Regions from separate parts of the Muntiacus reevesi genome. Here region 1 is linked to region 2. A link is a contact called in public Hi-C data. All regions are on one chromosome and are shown on one strand. The core of a region is the stretch at or near the end of the contact, and the rest is flanking DNA. Distances in the headings are between cores, read along the strand shown.

Evidence for each region. Hi-C and Micro-C count contacts between places; a contact is called where the count stands out from the background.
Region 1: a Hi-C map of blood shows a contact between it and region 2, with 4 times the contacts expected there. The contact joins the promoter of VAMP4 here to the promoter of PRRC2C in region 2. A contact is called at or near these places in 2 of 3 Hi-C or Micro-C datasets (blood and muscle).

Annotation. Positions count from the first base shown.
Region 1 is chr5:85,493,653-85,498,930 of mMunRee1.1, reverse strand. VAMP4 (vesicle associated membrane protein 4) reads left to right here and starts at 1,894. Exons shown (of 9, transcript XR_010663303.1): 1 at 1,894-2,078; 2 at 4,836-4,952.
Region 2 is chr5:85,308,988-85,314,654 of mMunRee1.1, reverse strand. It overlaps PRRC2C (proline rich coiled-coil 2C), which reads right to left and starts at 2,568. Exons shown (of 35, transcript XM_065935693.1): 1 at 1-2,568.

The DNA of each region.
Region 1 (5,278 bases), core at 645-3,144, 180 kb before region 2:
TACTGACTCTCAGTAGAAGGCTGAGCACCTGGGCTTTGCCTGGATCAAGGGTCATCATTGGGAGAGGGGCAAAAGAAAAAAAAAACAGTTATATTTTGGATTCTCACAGGACTCAAGAGACAAAACTGAAATCTTGGAGAGCCAGGATTTCAGAAAGAAGAAAGGAAGGAAGAACTGAGGGACCCTGATGGTTTCCCCTCAAAATTTTGCTGAATTAGGAAGCTGTAATACTTGGTGTAGGAGGTTAGGATGAGAAAACCACTGTTTTTCAGAAGTTTTCTGCTTAGCAACTTTACCTACCCAGCAGAGATGAGAGTCAAAGCACCAAAATCCAAGAAAAAAATACACAACAGAAACCAGCCCACAGGTAATTCATGTATTAGATTAACAAGCAAGGTCTTCGATTCAAATATTCAAAAATGGGACTTCCCTGGTGGTCCAGGGGTTAAGACTCAATGGGCTCAATGGGTGGGTATGGGCTCAATCCATGGTCGGAGAACTAAGATCCCACATGCTGCACAGTACAGCCACCCCCCTAAAAATTTTCCCCCAAAATGACAAAAAGATAAAAGAATTTCTCCAGGGGATCAGAATCTGTTTTTAATGGAAATTCTGGAACCAAAAAATACAATCACTGAAATCAAGAGCAGTCTGGAAAATCACGAGCAGTCTGGAAAATCAAGAGCAGGTAGAACTACCTCTGTGCACATAGATACTGACGTTGGCTCAGGACGTGATTGAGGTGCATCTCTGGAGCCCCGGTCTCAGTGCTGGAATCCTAAGATCTAGTGCAGACTCAAAGGGTTTGTGCACACATGAAGGGGAAAAAAAAAAAAAGCTTTTCACGGAGCGGAAGGAGAGGGTGGGATGAACTGAGAGAGTAGCATTAACATATACATACTACCATGTGGTAAAAGAGACAGCTAGTGGGAAACTGCTATATATAACACAGGGAGCCCAGCCGGTGCTCAGTGACAACCAAGGTATCTTTCATCTAGTGTTTGTTTGGCTTGAATATGCACTAAATCAAAACACTATTCAACAAAGAACTTAAAAATATTTGGTAAAAATGACATGTAGGAAAAAAAAAGTTAGAAAAAAAAATTAAAATCCAGCTGGGGCCTATCTGGGAGGGATGCATAATACAAGACCAAACAAAAACAATACTGGAACCGTTTTGGATTATTATGCCAAGGCACTATCGACTTAAATAAACCACTAACTCGGGGGGATAGGAGGTGGACATTGTCAAGAGAACAGAAGAATGGACGTGCAAGGTTGATTTCCCACTATAAGGCTCCGGTGCCTGCGTGGTGTTTGGACCCAGGCATTTTAGGTTAGAACTCTACAGCATACTGGGCAGAGAACACGGAGTCCTACCTAGACGCAAAAATGTCCAACGAGCTGGGCAACCTCAAGGAAATCTCTTTGTACGAGAGATTCCTAAAGTCTAAAATAGGGAGACGGGTTTAGTAACCCTGGAGATCTACACGTCTAACTCTGATGCTATAAACAAGGGATCACACAGATCTCCTTCCTTCAGAAAAGGCCAGTCCTCAGGCTTCGAGCCGCCCGGGTTTTTGGCACATCTGCATTAGCTCGGCGGACGGACCCCGCACAAAGCACCGCCTTACTAACGCCTCATCAACCCGTCTCGAGCAGGCCTTCAGCGCCCCGCGCCAGGTGACTTCTCAGACCTTCCTCCACCTCCCCGGAACGCCCGATCTCGGCTGGGACCCGGGAACCCGCGACTGTGTTTCCTCCCTGAACAGATAAAATCACCTGGAGCATCTAGGCCTAAGCTTCGCGTCCGCCGCGGCCTCCAAGAGGAGAGCTGAAGGGGAAATCGACTCCCTCGACGATCTCCGCGGCCTGGACCCGCCCCCTCCGCCTGGCGCCAGGCTGGGGAGGGCCGATCGGCTCGATGAGCGGGGGCGCAGCTGCGGCTGAGCGGCCGACGCCGGGTCCGCGCCCACTGTCTCCCCCTCCCCGCTCTCTTCTTCCGATTCCCACTCCTTCCCCCGCCCGTCCAGCGCCGCCCGCCCGGAGAGCTGCCGGGAGCTCCCCGGGAGACTCAGGTACGCCCGTCCTCCTGGGCCCGACGGGAGGGGCGGATGTGCGAAGGAAACGGAGACGACGTCCGTGCCCCACCGCCCCCAACGTCCGCGTCGGGCTGAGGGGCCGGCCTCGGGGGTCGCAGAGTGGGAAAGGCTGGGGTCGGACGGGCGGGTTACCCCGAGGAAGAACGATCGGGACCTGGGTGTTCAATGAGGGGCGGTTAAGGGGGAGAAGAATAGGAATTGTAGGGTGCTCTGGGGAGATGGGAGGACAACAGCGGAGGGAATAGGGAAGACTGAAGAAGAGTGGGAGGCAGCCCGGAATGTGAGTGCGTATCTTGGGGTAGAAGGGACGAGAGTCAGGAGCAGATGGCAGGGGACGTGACCCGGTGCGACTGATGCGGGGGCGGGTGAACGGTGCTGCTTGCAGGAGGGATAGATTTGTTTCTTTATTCAAAGACTGGGGAGAGAGCGCGCCAATCGCGTTGCGTTTATAATGACCGGAAGGGTGAGGTGAATCGTTAACACTTTGACAGCTTTTGTGAAGAATGTCTCCAGGCTGTGTCCATCCAAGTCACTTATTTCCGTGAAACTGCACCAAGCAAGATTGCTGATGAGAGTTTAGGAAGAGGAATCAGAAAGGGAACGGAGGCTGGGGAAAAGGAGCCCTCTCTACAGATTTCAAGCTTTTTGTAAAATGAAATACTAGGGGTTTTGGTTTGCTTGTTGTTTGGGTAAAGCAAAAAAGAAGCCAACAATTACTAAACAACAGGTTAGAAGTATATTACGTACTGCCTCTTCAAAAAATACAGGAAATTGTGAACGTATGATGATGGCATAAGCTTATGGTGATGTGACATTAGAAAAATGTATTGGTGATGTTGAAATGCATCACTGAAGGTTCTGTTGTTTACATATATACCTAGACACAAACACCTGAATTTATATGTATTTTGGGCAGGGAGATCTATGGAGAATATGTGTAAGTCCAATTTCTGAGCATGGTTTATTTCTACTAGTTGTCTGGTGCAAATATCATCATTTGCCCTGATTATTAAGTGCAGTTAATAATCTGCCTGCTGCTTTGCTGATGGCTTTTATGTTTGTCAGTCGTTGATTTTGTGCCTTCACGAAGCTGATTCTTGGATTATGGGCCCTGAATTTGGGTTTGCTCATCGTTAAACTTGTAGTTTTACTGTACGTTTCACAAAGATGTTATGTAAGTCTGCCTGCTGTTTGCTTTTGGATGTTGAAGCAGCCCTTTTGTAGGGTTTAAAATATAAATAAAATACAGGTATAATTAAAAGCTCGAGTCCGTTGGTTGCTTCTTTTGTCATCTGTTTCTCCATACTTTCTGTAACATTTCTGCATGAATGAATTATTCAGAAATCGAAGTATGAGGAATAAAATGGGTCAGATGCCGGATGTGCGTGACAGAAATATTGTAGATTGAAGAGCTCTAGAGCTGTTGCTTAGGTAGCAAGTACTTGGTTTTTGTTAGAAGTGATTAAGTTTCTGGCTTGGAAAATTATTTCTTATCAAAGAAAAGTGTTTGTATCAATTTGTTTGGATGGGAAGTCAACTTAAAATTTTACTTTATCTGGTTTATGAAACTGGACTCTGGGCTTGTTTATTCTTTTTTAAATGAATGATATTAACCACCAAACTGATGTCTATGCTTAAAGATCTTAGAGGTTGTTCTGTGCAAAGGGAAAGAGGGCTGCTGGGTTGTTAGAGGGAAATGGTCTTTATAGAACAGAATTGTGTAACCTGATAGACAACTTATTGAGTAAATACTAAAATTGATCATGCACAGTCATTAATAATTTAGGCCTATTTTTCTGCTATTTCAATCAGTAGAGTGACTAACACTGTTACTTATCTTTTACCAAGCCTTAGTTTTCTCTTGGTTTCTTGGTGCTTACTTCAAAGAAGTGTTGTAAAGAATAAAAAATGTGTCTAAGTTACTGAGCACAGTGCCTAACACATAGTAAAATATTCAGTATACCTTAGCTATTCTCATTATTCATCCATCTTCTTGTCCAAGATACTGAAAACTTCTGTTTGCATATGTCAGCTTTTCCTCAAGAAAATTTTGAATATGTTGCATATTCAAGCATTTTCCTGGAAAAACTCAATGCAAATAAGCATTTTAAAAACAGACTTTCTGTAGCAAACTGAAAACCTGATTTTGTTTAACCCAGCACTTAGCAAGCATATCCCTTTCCTTGGAGCACCTGGTGGTGTGCATTGGAACAGGGCATTATAATTTACAGAATATTTTTTGCATGTATGTATTAATCTGATATGACCATCCCAACTCCAATCATAAGCCTAGAAATAACTGTTTTACAGATGGGGAAATGGAATCATTGTTGATGCAACTCACTAAAAGTGAGTGAGAGAATTTGCTATCTTCTGACTCCAAATTAAAATCTTTAAGCATCTGATGTCTCACTTGCAAGGGGACAATCTCCTGTTTTTCTCTCCTCTCCTGTGCAGTCTTCTGTTTCATTTGATAAAAATGTTGTCACTGATTTTCTCCACATGCTCTCTAAAAGTTACCTCCATTTTTCTCAGGGTTTTAACTATTTTTTGTGTACTGAGTCCTCGCATGGAGGGAGGCCAGGATCACTGGTATGGAGACCCTGTGAGCGAGAGCAGTTGAAGTCAGAGAAGTGGAGGGGGCCCCATCACATCGGGCCTTGTGTGCTGATTTTACTACTTTAGCTTGCACCCCAAAGTTTCAAATCTGATGGAATTTATTTTCTCTTTAAGGTGGTAAAGATTTATCCTGCGGGGAAGTAGAAGAGTACCTCATTAAAAAAGATGCCTCCCAAGTTCAAGCGCCACCTAAATGATGATGATGTCACAGGTTCTGTGAAAAGTGAGAGGGTAAGTTCAGGATCTTAATCTTTAAAAAGGAAAGATTCAAAATTTGTTTTTCTTTGTAAATAATTTTAGAAAAATCTAATGTTTATGGCTATATTTGAATCCTATATGTTTTCTTAATGCTGCTGCTAAGTCACGTCAGTTATGTGCGGCCCTGTGCGACCCCATAGACAGAAGCCCACCAGGCTCCCCTGTCCCTGGGATTCTCCAGGCAAGAACACTGGAGTGGGTTGCCATTTCCTTCTCCAGTGAATGAAAGTGAAGTGAAAGGGAAGTCACTCAGTTGTGTCTCTTAGCGACCCCATGGACTACAGCCCACCAGGCTCCTC
Region 2 (5,667 bases), core at 1,319-3,818:
TCCGTGGCGGCCCATCCCCGGCGGAAGCCTGCGGCGCCTCTTGCTGGACGGAGGGAGTTCCTACGATTAGAGTTCGCGCTGCAGGGTAAAGATTTTGTCTGAGATCTCTCCAAGAACTCAAGAGATCTCAATTACCGGTTGTTAGACCTCAGAGAAGTGAGCACTCTTGGTAGGTGCTGGATAGTTGTGTGACTTGGTTCAAACAACAGTTTGGCAGTTTAATTAAAATTAAAGTATGCATAAATATTTAACCTTGATATTTGGCAATATGTTGGTATTTTCTAGAAAGGTGCAAACACAACACTCAGTACTCAAAACACCAAAACCTGTGTATTGATAAAGGTATAGAGATAAATGCATTATGATGTATTTATTTTATGGAATATTTGGAAGCCATTAAATTTTGAGTAATGTCTAAAGATAAGGAAAATGCTTATGCCGTAATATGCTTATGCCGTAAATATGCTATAAAAACACACATATTTAAAAAACACATATGATGTTGTGAAGTAATTAGCCTCCAACTAATAAAATAAAATTTAAAAAAAAAAAAGAAAAAAACCACATATGCATATTTATAGAAAAAAGCTTTAAAATGTATTCTGAACTATTTGTAATGGCAAACACATTAATAGTTTTTAGAGCCATCAGATTTTTAAAAAAATGTTATGTTCACCTTTCTATAGTACCCAGATTTTACAGTCAGAAAAATGGTTTGGTTTTTTTTGTTTTAAAATTTTTGGCTGCACCCACGGCCGTGTGGGACTCCATCAAGGACTGAATCCTTACCCCTACGTTGGAAGGCATAGTCTTAATCTCTGAACCACAGTCGAGAAGTCTCAGAAAGAGTTTCAATGTGCAATGAAAAAAATTCATGACTCATAAAATTGTTATGAGAAACAAATGATAAATGTGTGAGTACATATATGCAGTGCATATATATGTATATATAGTGTGCATGCATGTGTAACTACGTAGCATTGTGTTTCCGGTTTTAAAAGATTCCATTTTTTAGGCTTTAAATAAAGCTCAAACAGGTTAGCTGTCTTCTACACCATTATGATTATGAAATTGTCACTGTAGCAGTGTTGGAACAAATAAAATAATGAGAGGTAAACCACAGGCATTCAGCCCCCACACCATTGATATCAATGATCTTCTGAAATGAAAGTGCTTGGCTGGTGTAGCCAGGGAAAGGCCTGTTGGCTGCCTTCAAGCAGACAAGAAGCCTTACTTCGGTGAATTTTCCAGAATACTCTAGAATGTTGTCTGAAGTATGTTAGAACGGAAGTATCTTTCATTAGCAATATAAAACAGCTCCAGCAATCAGACGAACTTACCTTAACCAAGATCAGGAGATTGGCATGTGCAGCCAGAACAGATATTCATTTCCAAGAGCTGTAATTTGTATACCTGAATACTCATGATGGAAAGCCAGTGCATTTTCTATGTAGACAAACTTACTCAGGAAACCAAAGACATTATCAGAAGGTTGCTTGATCGAGCACAAATTCAGAACAAGCTGAGTTGTTTGTATAGACTGTTCTTGATTCATCTATCTCCATGACAGGACAGTTTTGTCCCCAAAATAGAAATACTCAGTTTCCAATAGTTGCAGCTTTATATATTGATCTCCAGTACAGTAGAGACATTTTGCTGCTCTGTTGATTTGGGCTTCTTCTCTCCTGACAGCATTTGGATGGACACTGGCCCTCAAGTGCCTCTGTATGCTCTTTTCTCTGTTTCCATGGCTACCCAAACCTTTTAGCAATATTCTTCAATAAAAATCAAGTCACAATCAAGTCAGGCAAGTTTGCATTTTAAAGGTGACTTTGCCTACTTCTGCTTGTATCCATTGTATATAATCTTAAAGTTTAACTTTCAGGAAGCGGTCTTATTATCCCTGTTTCAAATATCTTGGGGAAAATCTGACTGCCATCACTAGGTATTGGTACAATGTCCAAAGCCAAGTAGTACTCTTTAAAAAGTTTTATTTTGTTTTGGATTATTTGCAAATCTCCCCTAACACCCTTTTGGTGTGTAGATAAATTTGTCATAGCAAAAATGTTTTCGTGACAGTTTGAATGAAAACATACATTTAATTTTCTGTTCTGCTTTTTAAACATTAAGATAACATTATCAAATTGCCAATTGATATATGAAATAAGGGCAGTCTAGTTTTTTACTGAAAACAAATTGATTCTCCAAACAATATGACCTACTTTGTTTGTGATTGTCCAGCCTTATTTGCTAATGGTTTCATTGAGTTTCTACCCTTCTCATTGGGATTGAATCTGTACACCTGTAGATACTGAAAATTTATGAGGCATGAGATGAAAAATAAAAGAACCAATGAAGGTTTCATGCTTCATTAGTAATGGTGTTTCTTAAATGTTTGCTTGCACCTGAAAATTTTAGTTTCCTTTCACCAATAGATCAGCAAATCATATTTAGTAAATTGTGAAATAGTATGAGCCTGATGTAATGAAAACTATAATTCCCAAATACTGAATGAAATTGTAAGCTCATTTTATAAACCTCAACAGATATTGTAATTTTGCCAATAAAGAAAATATATTGCCAGTGCTTTGAAAAATTACTTTTGTGAACTTCTAAGAAGTTATATACTAAATATATTGAATGTTATATAAAAATATTCCATTATGTATAAAATAATGGAATATTACTTTAAAGATTTTCATTATTTATCAGACTATTATTAAATTTGCTTAGCAGGCCCTTTCTTATAATGGAATAAAAGGTACATTTTGGCTAAAAGCATTGTTCATTTATTGCAAGTTGTGTGTCAAAGAAATTTGAATAACTGGGATTTACTGTCCACCCCCCAGAATTTTCTTAGCTGAGAAGGGAAACTAAGTTCTTGGAGCAGTGAATTTAAGTCAAGAGGGTATGTCATTAATGAACTGAGAATATCATGGAGAAAAAAGGAGGGGAAGAGGAAGGAGATGGAGAAAACAGATTTAACTGGTTTACAGTTTTGCCTCAGGTTGGAAGTTACTCACCGATGTCAGGAAGTGAGTAATGTTATAGGGCAAGGATCCAGAGGCCAAAAGGAAAGGGAGAGATTTAGGGAATGCAAAGTAGAAATGATTACAAAGAAGCTAGGCAGGTGGTAATTGAAAACACAGAAAAGGTGATTTCTAAATGTTTTAGGCCAGATAAGAGAAACTTGAGATGTTGCTAATAAACATAAATACAGTACTCAGTTATCATGTCTAAAATTTTAACTTTGGTTGCTACCTGAAGCATTTCTGAAAGTATAAGTCACTTTTAACTTTTTTGTTGCCCAACCAGTTGTATATAAAATGTGTAAATGAAACCACGAATTCAAATCATTTATTGCCACATAGTAATGAAAAGAAGTAAGGTTGATAATACATTTCTTTTTTTTAATTGACATATATGCATCTGTGTTCTCAGATTCTTTTCCATTATAAGTTATTATAAGATATAGTTCATTTATCTATTTTATATAAAGTAGTATGTATCTGTTAATCCCAAACTCCAAATTTATCCCTCCCCCACCCCTTCCACTGTGGTAATCATGTTTGTTTTGTCTTAAGTCTGTTTCTGCTTTGAAAATGAGTTAACTTGCATCTTTTTTTTTAGCTTCCACATATAAGTGATATCATATGATATTTGTCTTTCTCTGACTTATTTCTCTTGGTATGGTAATCTCTAATTCCATCCACAGTTGCTGCAAATGGCATTGTTTCATGATAGTACATTTCTTTGTTAGCACTAGAACTAGATATTTTGAATAACCTTTAGGCTTCTATGGAAGAAGAGAATTTCATGTGGTACAAAATTTCATGCCCAGTTCAGATTCTGTTTCTTTGTATTCTCCATTCTTATTTCTGCTGGGGTTAATTAAACAGTTATTTCAGAAATAGTTCTTTGTGTTGCTGTGAGTATCAGTGAGTTAATTGCTTCAAATGGGAATTAATAGTAAGCACAATACTCGAAGGATTGGACCATTGTTAACTTTATAAAGAAAAGAGGAATAGTGATTCAAAGAGAATTGAGAAAAAACTTCTCAAAGTTTTTAACAGCCTGGGTAAATTGCAATGAAATGAAACTCCTCATTTCAATGTTCATTATTACCTACATGAGAGTTTTAATTGGAAAGTCTTAATCATTATAATATTAATAAAATTTATTGTTGTTGTTGTTCAATCACTTAAGTTATGTCTGACTCTTTGCAACCTCATGGACTGTAGCATGCCAGGCTCTTCTGTCCTCCACTATCTCCTGGAGTTTGCTCAAATTCATGTTCATTTAGTCAGTGATGCTGTCTAACCATCCCACCATCTGTTAGGCTACATATTATCAGGCCACCTGCCCGACCTTGGAAAATGCCAGGATGATGAGTCATCTCAATTTGCATGAGACTGTCATGGTGTTAGTACTGAAGGTCCCATGATCCAGGAAACAGTCCAGGGCAGAATGGGGCAGTTAGTTACCCTATGCTGGCCACAATGAAGCAGAGACATAGATCTTAGTTCTAAAGTTCTTCTACATTAAAGTCTCCTTTTGATCTCTGTGATCTGCTGAGAAGATGCCCTCTCTGGAGAACACTAACTCACCTGCCAAGACATAAGAGACACGGGTTTGATCCCTGGGTCTGGAAGATCCCCTGGAGCAGGACATGGCAGCCCACTCCAGTATTCTTGCCTGGAGAATCCTGTGGACAGAGGCGGGCTACAGCCCGCTGGGTCTCAAAAAGTCAAACATGACTGAAGCGACTTAGCATGTATACATATAAAAGGAAGGGAACCATGTCTGATAAACAGAGAAGGCTCTTTTAATCTTGAGGAGTTAGCCAGGTTGCAGAAAACCAAGAAGTTTGGCCTAAGGAGCCCCTGGCAGTAACTGAACACATCAGTGCTGTTTCTCACTTGGCTGTTAGTGCTGCATTAACTACTGCATGTAACCCTGTTATAGCTGCAAATTATTGCATGCTGGGACTTCCCTGGTGGCCCAGTGGTTAAGACTTCACCTTCTAATGCAGGGGGTGCAGGTTTGATCCTTGGTCAGGATCCCACATCCTTCCTGACCAAAAAGCAAAACATAAAATAGAAGCAATATTGTAACAAATTCAGTAAAAACTTAAAAAAAATTATCACATGCTTAATGGTGGCCAGCACTATTCTGAATCCTTTCAATTCAGTTCAGTTCAGTCACTCAGTCGTGTCCGACTCTTTGCGACCCCATGGACTGCAGCATGCCAGCCTTCCCTGTCCATCGTCAACTCCTGGAGCTTACTCAAACTCATGTCCATTAAGTCAATAATGCCATCCAACCATCTCATCCTCTGTCGTCCCCTTCTCCTCCTGCCTTCATTTTTTCCCAGTGCCAGGGTCTTTTCCAATGAGTCAGTTCTTTGCATCAGGTAGCCAAAGTATTGGAGTTTCAGCTTCAGCATCAGTCCCTCCAATGAAGATTCAGGACTGATTTCCTTTAGGATGTACTGGTTGGATCTCCTTGCAGTTCAAGGGACTCTCAAGACTCTTTTCCAACACCACCATTCAAAAGCATCAGTTCTTTGGCGCTCAGCTTTCTTTATAGTCCAACTCTCATATCCATACATGACTATTGGAAAAACCATGGCTTTGACTAGACAGACCTTTGTTGGCAAAGTGATGT